2 separate regions of the Capra hircus genome follow, and region 1 is linked to region 2. The links are chromatin contacts, called in public Hi-C maps. All regions are on one chromosome and are shown on one strand. Each heading gives the region's core, a stretch centred on a gene start, on an enhancer-like site or on the middle of the called end of the contact. The rest is flanking DNA. Distances are from core to core; before and after follow the strand shown. Region 1 overlaps PTPRB (receptor-type tyrosine-protein phosphatase beta). Region 2 overlaps PTPRR (receptor-type tyrosine-protein phosphatase R).

The links. A called contact is a pair of places that touch in the nucleus more often than the background predicts.
Region 1: a Hi-C map of blood shows a contact between it and region 2, with 2.6 times the contacts expected there. The contact joins two enhancer-like sites. A contact is called at or near these places in 3 of 5 Hi-C or Micro-C datasets (blood and liver).

The regions. Positions count from the first base shown.
Region 1 is chr5:42,441,754-42,446,270 of ARS1.2, reverse strand. It overlaps PTPRB (receptor-type tyrosine-protein phosphatase beta), which reads right to left. Exons shown (of 34, transcript XM_005680175.3): 11 at 2,537-2,800. Among named protein-coding and RNA genes, the nearest start is that of PTPRB, 65 kb to the right of the region's middle. Within about 2 kb of position 2,695, at least 1 of the 5 cell types and tissues checked has an H3K27ac peak or open chromatin away from gene starts, as enhancers often do.
Region 2 is chr5:42,290,520-42,295,441 of ARS1.2, reverse strand. All of the region lies in intron 6 of PTPRR (receptor-type tyrosine-protein phosphatase R), which reads right to left. Among named protein-coding and RNA genes, the nearest start is that of PTPRB, 86 kb to the left of the region's middle. Within about 2 kb of position 2,246, at least 1 of the 5 cell types and tissues checked has an H3K27ac peak or open chromatin away from gene starts, as enhancers often do.

The DNA.
Region 1 (4,517 bases), core at 1,446-3,945, 150 kb before region 2:
TATCTCAATGCCACCAGGTCTCTGGATCTGGGCAATCTCTGTGTTTGGTGTATGTCAAGGGATTTCTGCTCTGATCACATGCTAAGCCTATGTCCAAGTTTTCTCTCCCATGCTTCTCCAAGCATGAAATGATCCAGAAATTTTAATATTTTGGTATCTAAGCTACATTTTTCATGATGCTTCTCACATCGACAAGTTGCACTACTATCCTTTGTTGGCTTATGTGTGCTGGGCTTTATATTGGAATACATCACACTCCAGATGTGGAGCAAGAGCAGGCATGCTTTCTTTCCACAAGATGTTTACCTGGACCCAATCAGCATGTTGCTAGAATTTAGTCGTCACAGACTTACAGAGAATACATTCCAGAGTGACGCTGTTTGTATGAGCTAAGAAAGGTTGATGATCCAGGCAATTTACTGAAGACAAAGCAACTCTTCCAGGGAAAAAACTAGGCTGAATACCACGCGAAGTCAATAAGGGGCTCTCCAGGTGGAACTGAGGGTAATTTGCGAGAGATGCCTTGATGCACAGTGAGATGATGTGGTATAGAATTAGAAATACTGACATTATGACCAGAAATGTAGAACAAGAGCATTAGAAAAGGAAAACGGCATTGAGACAATCAGCCAAAATCAACAAGGCAACAACTCAGACACGATACTCCAGTTAAACTGATTTGTCAGGGGCAATGGTCTGCCTTGATTAGTCATGCGCCAAATCCAAGTTCATGCTGGTAAAGAATCAAAAAGATGCTTTGAGTAAAGACTCACTTTCTTGCATTTAAGAACAGTCTGAGCACAAGACCTTGCAATATGGAAGTCATGGACAGGGAAGAGTCATGAACTGACACCAAGGGAAAGAAAAGGCTGAGTGACTGGATGACATATCCTTTAATTTCTGGCAATTTTTAGGCTCCAAGTTAACTCAACATAGAACTCTGACATGAGGCTGCTTTGTCAATAGAAATCTGCTTTTCAGATCTAAGACAGTGTTGTGCTTATCAGCATAATTAAACTTTGAATCATTTGAGGGTAAGGACTCTCTCTTTATATCCCTGACTAGCGCTTTCAGAGAGAACATGATGTAATGGAAACAACCCTTGAGTATGGTTGAGCTTGGGTACTGGTGAGCCATGTGACCTTTAGGAAGCCACAGTTTCTTTCTGGGGCTTTATCTCAAATGAGAAGGAATTAGACTACTCTTTGCTAGCAGCTAGCATGCTGCAACAATGTGAATTGGTGGTTCTTAACTTTTTGAGGTTACAGAAATTGTAAGACTCTGATAAAAAGCCATCCACTCTCTTTCCAAAGAAATGCACATACTTCTCCTGTCCCCAACAACTTCACAGAAAATTTTGGGGGTACTACTTCCCAAAAGTCTACCTAATAAAGCACTGGGTAAAAACCTCCAGTCTAAGTGATTTCAGATTACTCATTCATCAAACATTCACTGAGTGCCTGCTACTAGGCTCGAGATTTCGTGCTGGGGCATTAAATGATATTAGTTGTCCCAGATCCTCATGGAAAACTGACATTTTAAAATGTAAATATCAGCCCATAGCTCAGCAGGAAAGATCTGACAAAACATTAACAGCACCTTAAGCAGTAATCACAGATGTAAGCCCCAGGAGGTATAAGTAAATTGGGAAAATGGTATCTGTCTAAATTTAGTTCTTTATAGCACATTGAAGACCAGGCCTTCAATGCCTTTGCTAAGATTTTGCTTCTAGCCTCAGAACTATAAAGTTTCAAATTTTCACCTTATCTGAAAAAGGATTAACCAACAGACATTTCAGGAAGAATTTCAGGACAGAGAACATTATAGGCTCTTGGGTCATTCAGAACTGAGTTTAAAATCCAGGATGTGAAATGCCCTGGCTGTTTAACAAGTTAAATAACTGGGCAAGTTACCTTGGACTTTGGTTCAACACTTATCACAGCCTGTAAGATGGGAATAATAACAACTACCTCAATAAGGACTTTATAAGGATTAAATTAGTGAACATATATAAAGCCAGGGTCTAGGAACCAAAAAGCACTCTCTAAACAGAAATACTTGCTACTATATCTAAATATACTATGAACTCTAGCCACGAAATTTGTGTTCATCTTATTCTGAAGGTATCATGTGCTCACATAAAGAACTTGTTGGGTCAGAATATGAGGACTCTATAACACTGTTGTGATCTCAGCAGTCTTTAATCCCATCCTTACAGAATTGCTGCGGATCTGTATGTCCTGAGGAGCTTCCCAGGTGGCACTAGTGGCAAAGAACCCGCCTGCCAGTGTAGGAGACATAAGAGATGTGGGTTCAATCCCTGGGTCGGAAGATCCCCTGGAAGAGGGCATGGCAACCCACTCCAGTATTCTTGTCTGGAGAATCCCATGGACAGAGGAGCCTGGTGGGCTACAGTCAATGGACTCACAAAGAGCTGCACATGACTGAAGCGAGTTGGCACACACACATGCATGCCTGATGCCCTGAACCACTTAGGCGGCTGGTTCTTAGAGAGTCTATCTCATGAAAGCCTCACCTGTCCGTTCTTGGCTGAAGGAATGACTTTCATATTTGCCGCTCCTCGTAGTTATGGTCACGTTGTAGAGGCGGCCTGGGGTGAGGGAGCTGAAGGAACATTCACCGACAGACTTGGCAGTCACGAGGGACTGGACCACCCTGCCGCCGTGGGAGAGCGTCACCACATAGCTATCCACGTCTCCGGGAGCCGGCAGCCAGGATATGCTGAGGTAGTCACTGCGGCCAGAGTTGTTTACCGTTACTCCACTCACACTGGAAGGGACTGGGGTTTTAAAGAGGGGGAGAATATTTAAAAAGAAAAGCACAGTCAAATTGTGAATCATTTACTGCGGTCAGCACAAACAGCGTGGACTCAGATCTGATTACCTAGGAAGTGTCAAGGAAGTGTAAGGATTGCACGTTAGCTTTGGGAAGCTGAGAGTTCTTACCTCAGAAGGCTAACCCAAATGAAAATGCAAGAAGTCTTTTGGATGCCTCATCAATATAAGGATGCTGCTACTGAATTTTCATGGTGTGACTGTTTGCAGAGTATTTTAAGTGGAGGCATTTTTATGTGAGTGTGTCAGGACGTTCCCTTTGTAGGACAGGGAACAAACATTAACATCTTAAATGCAAGAGCTTGAATCCAAACCCATTGATAAAGAAAAGAAGTTTGAGGGGAAAGGTACTCAAGATACAATGGCTTTTCTAAAAGTCTTACTTAGACACTGGATAGCTTCGATCTTCTTGTGATTAAGTTATTTATTTCTGGGGTGTCTAATCATGAACACAGGTGAAGGGGTTATATTTCCCTTTGCAAAGCATTTCCTGCCCTCTAGTGGTGAGAAATAAACTTTAACATCTATTCTGTAAGCAACTAGTCTTGTGGGCACAAAGACCTGTCGTGGAGATAATGACTTTTCTGGTGTCCACCGTAATCGTACAAAAATAGAAAAGATGCCGATGCCTTCCAGGAGTTCCCCAGCTACTAGTACAGTCTGAACATTAATCATTGTGATGCTGAATAATAGTTATTCCCTGTATTAGAAGTAAGCGCACAAGAAATAGTACTGTCAGTAGTGAGTTTCAGAATAAAACATTATAGTATATATGAGCTCCACTGCAGTTTTCATCATTGGTTGACTGACTTCAGGTAAATATTTTCATATAGTTTCATAAAATCCATACATCACATATAATTGATGGGATTTGGCTAGATGACCTCTGAGAATCCTTCTTATCTAATATGCTCTGACTTTGTGATTTAAGCCCCAAAGTCTTTTTTACATCTATAAGCACTTATCTATCACCAAAGATATAAACAGCACTCTATTGAATAATTCTGCTGACACTGTTCCATGTATATGGACATTTCCTAGATATAACATTGAACTTTAAGCCGTATTATTTGTGTATTGATGACTTCCCTCCTTCTTCCCGTCCTTATTTTCTTTATTTTCTGTCCTTCCTACTAACTGCACATCACATCCCTTGGTAGCTCTCAAAATAACCATCCTTGTTTTCCAAAACTGCTGGAAATATTTGCAACTATTAACATTTTATTAGAAAAGATATAATTATCAAAAATATTACCAAAAATTCATGGTTTAAAAAGACAAATACAAAATTAAAAGACAGATATAAAATTTATTTTTCTTTAGAATTAGCATTTTTTCAGGTTATAACTAGATTTGTTAAATACATTTGATATTTTAAATTTTAAATATTTTGCCACCTTATCTAAGCTGGGAGGTTATATATATATTTAAAATCTGTAGAAGTAAAATGAATTATTTCAACCTTGACTAATACTTCAGCAGTTTGAATAGATGGTAATGATTATCAAGGCTTTAGCCACCGAATTATTTTTATAATCTACCATGTTCAAAATATGCTAACCAAAGCACCTTTCAAAATTCTCATTATTGTGTTTCTATAGTAATATCCCATTTTCTCCTTTTTCATTATAATGTCTGCGCTCAATGTGTTTGAATAAAATA
Region 2 (4,922 bases), core at 997-3,496:
AAAAGATGCTTAGCAAGGGGATAACAAGGTATAGAGTCACCAGATTTAGCAAATAAGAAAACACAGGATGCCCATTAGATTTGAAAAATAGCTCTAACTGTCAAATTTTTGTAGTTCAATGAAAAAAATTAGATACTGACATTTAGGGTATCCTCACAAAGTTACTACAAGATCCCAGAACAAAAACACTATAATATAGGACATATCTTATATATATAGAATGCCTTCCTACACTACCAGGGCAGAAACATAATTGACCCAATTTCTGTTCCTTGGCTGCATCCATTGATCTCTTCTGTGTACGTCAGATCTATAGATGTGGGAAGGGAAATAAGAATTAAGTACTGGGAGATTTTTAAGACTGGCTAGAAACAAATTGTTTTTTGTACTTATAATGTTTTTCACTGATTTTAAAGGGGAAAAAAGTAATATTTGCTTTTGCTGGTATTCTAAACAATTATAGAATGTAATAATGGTAATATAAAATTTATAACCTAATAATATAAAACTTGATTTACTTGTAATAATGCTTCTTGATTTCTGATATGAATAGGGATCCATGCTAAGAAATGAAAAATAAAACCTTCTTTTTATAAATGCCACATAGCTATAAGTACTTGAAATGTCCCACAAATTATCTGACTCAGAAGAGAATGAGTTCTAGAAAATTTATTATTTTGACTCGAATTTATATTATTTGTAGTATTTTGGATTCTTGTCTGTTGAACATTTGGAACTATAAAGTACTATAAGCCTTAACACTGCTAAGAAAGAGTTATATAAAAAAGACAAATGGTCCACTGCTTTATATACAAACATACACCCTTTTTGTATCTTACCATTTTGGGCTGAATATTTGGTAGAATATTTTGAAAAGTTGGATGGCACATTAATTCTTTGTACTTCATGAAAAGAAAATTTATTCACTCTAAAAATAGTCTTCAGCAATTTAAATATTTGAGTTTGAATTTCAATATGATGCTGCTGCTGCTGCGAAATATTTATGAAATGTAAGAAATGCAATTATAATGGGGAAATAAAAGAATATACAATTTTGTAGATTAAAACATTTATAAGCAGTTTGCATTTGTTTGATATATTGTTTAAAAATATGAAGTCCTTTGAACTTTTTTTTAACTGTAATTTGTCTGAATTATCAATGTATACATTTTCCACCGATAATTCTCCATGTCAAATGAGGACAGAAAACCAGTCATGAGATAAAAATGAGGCACTTAAGACAATCTGTTCCTGGAGTTCAGGTCCACACCTAACAAATTCCAAAAGTTCTTCAGACCTCAGCAAGTCAAAATACACTACGGAAATCATTTGTGACAAGAACTCTTGGGCTAAGCTTTAAGTAATCAGTATCTGGTTAGGACAGGAATCACCCAGTATCCTGTGGAGGAAAACAGCTGACATGAAGGCCATTTCAGCTTTCCCTCTTATAATCATGCTTTCTAATGTACTGCCAATTCACTCCTGGACTGCCCTCGATAAGGCCTGTTGCATTACAGGAATCCAGGGTTCACAGATGCAAACTTCTCAAGGCTCCCCACCCCCATCCTTTCCTGCAGATCATTTCTGCAGTGAAATTGTGTTTTATCACAGAAATCCCTTCTAAATGAAAAGCCTAATGAATCATGAAAATCTCCCAGATTTAATCACATTACTGTTTTGTTGGATGGGTCGTGTGAGAGAGCAACAGATCCTCTTTTTCAAAATTGAAAATTCAAAGGCACAGGCATCCACCTTCTATTGCTTCCACACAACATACATCTTTATCGCTGCTAATGAAGAAGAAATAAAATCCCTTCCAGTTAATTCCAAGCCAGAATCTTTTAAAGGTCATGGACACTGTAGCTGGGCAACCCGATCCAGTGCATCTGCGGTCTGAACAAATTCAGGGACTGCCTTCTACAGTAGGTGATAAGGTACCTCTGGGAAGGAAGACTGCTGAGACACCATAAGCTTTAGGATCGGATGATCCTGAAGAGAGGATCTGGTCCTTTCCTTGTTTGTTTGATTTGGCTTTAAATCTTAAGATGGCAACATATATTGTAAATAAACTATACTTCAATAAAAATAAAATAAAAGCATAAAAAATGCTAGATATTCCTCAAGCAGGATTTTTGAAGACAGAGAAATGATCTGCTTAAATGTCCTTTGAACAAAAGCAAGAGCAGGTCAACCTGCTATTGACCCAGAATGTTCTTCTGTCTGTTGGTGGCACACAGGTGCCACCTAGGGGTGGAAAGAGGCACTACCGGCTCTTCTCCAAGTGGGATGCATTTATGAAGGCTGGGCAGAATAAACAATTCAGAATGTTTATATTTCTCCTCTAACAAAACTGAATACAGTCCAACCATGAATACAGAAAAAACAAAAACAGAAGAATTATGGGATACCTGGAGCATCAGGGGAGGTAGGTGATAAAAAAGAGCGTGAGCTTTGGTGGTGGTGCACAGACCTGTGCTCAGTCCCATTTCTGCAGCTTGTGGGATCTACGACATGTATTATGTGTCTGCATCTCAGGACTTTCCAAGTGTCACGTGTGGTAAAGAAACTGCATGCCAATTCAGGAGATGCAAGAGACACAGGTTTGATCCCTAGTTCAGGAAGATCCTCTGGAGGAGGGCAAGGCAACGCACTCCAGTATTCTTGTCTGGAGAATCCCATGGACAGAGGAGCCTGGAGGGCTACAGCACATAGGGTCACAAAGAGTGGGACATGACTGAAGTGACTTAGCATGCACATCCACATGTTTCAGTTAAAACTGAGACCATAAAACCCACCTCTCTAAGACAGTCATGAGAAGGAAATGACTACATGGTTGAGAGGCATCTTGTACATACATAGTACGTAGCAGCTGCTCAACAAATCTGAGGTATGACAGAGCCATATCCAGGCTTTTGGGACATTTTAAAAATTGACTTCACTTTCACTTTTCACTTTCATGCATTGGAGAAGGAAATGGCAACCCACTCCAGTGTTCTTGCCTGGAGAATCCCAGGGACGGGAGAGCCTGGTGGGCTGCCGTTTATGGGGTCGCACAGAGTCGGACACGACTGAAGTGACTTAGCAGCAGCAGCAGCAGCAACATTAGACCATGAATGTTATCCTATATATAAAGGCACCCAATAAGTGATCTTACTTCCCCCACCCCCTTACCTTTGCCACAACAATTTTTCTATCTTGGTTCAGATGAAAGCTCAGGTAGCGTTCTTCACTAGATAGGGTTTGCCTATACAGAGAGCCACTCCACAATAGGACTTCTATTCTAAGCAAACCAAGAGAGGTTTCATTACTTAAAACGCACGTGTTATGTAAACAGGATCATCCAGAAAAGCACACTTGCCATAAGTTCCCAAAAGAAAGGCATTTGCAGATATTTACCCATTGCTATCTCTGTTGTTTGGATGCCTTACAAAAGCTCTTACTACACCACACACTACGCCAAACGCCCTAAAGCTCCCAGTTTAGTAGGTTAGAAATGATGCTAAAGAGCCAAGGGAACAGTTTCGATTATGGTCAAAGTCGGCTGGCATTGTACATGGTGATACTGCTGCCCAGGAATAGACACTCCTCTATCCTGATCTAGCATCTGAGGAGGGGCACCCGACGCTATTGTGGGCAGCCAGTCCCCACCCTTGGGCATACTCCTTTCCACTGCTGATGGAAATGCAGATGGAAAGAAGACCAGGTATACAGCAGATTGCTCCTGTTCAACTAGACTGTCACGCAAATCAAAAGGGAACTAATATGAGGGGGAGGGGAGAGAATTGCAAATGCTTTTCAAATGCATTTTAGGTTTGCCACAGTATTCTATTAGGGGTCTCTACCAGCTAGGGCTTTCCTGGTGGCTCAATGGTTAAAAAAAAAAAAAAGAAAATCCACCTGCCAATGCAGGAGACCTGGGTTTGATCCCCTGGAGAAGGAAATGGCAACCCACTCAAGTATTTTTGCCTGGAAAATCCCAAGGACAGAGGAGCCTGGCAGGCTACAGTCTATGGGGTCACAAAGAGTTGACATGACTTACCAACTAAAAAACAACAAAAACCAGCTTTATTACAGGACCTTGGCAAGTGCTTAAAAATACTTTATTTATTTCTTGAGTTTTCCTTCTACTCGGTTATTGGTAAAAAACCAGGATTATGGCTCTGCAAAATGGTTAGGATTCAAAACACTGCAAAATATTTCCAGCCCTTCAACTTTATTTCATAGACCTACCCTCTCGAAGGAAGATATTTTAGTGAAAAAGTAAAACAAGTGGGTCAAAACTCCTCCTGCTAATGCATCAGGAAAGTAATCTTTGGGAGAGCTGGAAGACATTGAATTGGCAGGGTTAGGAAGGGGAGTGAACTCGCAACGGGCAGGCTTACCAATTCTGTGGTGACTCAATTGCCTGAATCAACCCCAATTTTAAAAGTATCCAATTTTTGGTATGGAAGTATTAGGAAAGAACAAACTAGCAGAATTTGTTCTCAAAGGAGATGTGGATGTATTTCTACCTTTTGGGAAACTTGTCCTGGTTATGGACCTACCACGGACACTTCCTCTCCCACCCACTTCTTTCCTGCTTTCTTACCACCACAAGCCAGGGTACTTTTAGGTCTTGTGCCTAGGACTTGCAAATGCCTCGGGTGGATAAGAATGCTTTTCCTGTGTAAGAACACAGGACATTTTAGGAACAGGAAATGCCTATCCGGTCCAACATACCTGCCCTTTTTAGGTTTATCTTAATCTCACCTTCCTGTATTTTACCTTCTTTCATTTTCCTGCACAGGAACAAAAAAAAAAAAAAAGGATTTCTTGTACATTTCTCATGAGAAATCTTTACTATCACTAGACGTGATAACATCTGACATCCATTTTAGTATCACCATCTTTAATGATTTCTAGAAAATAGTTCGCAAAGCAAG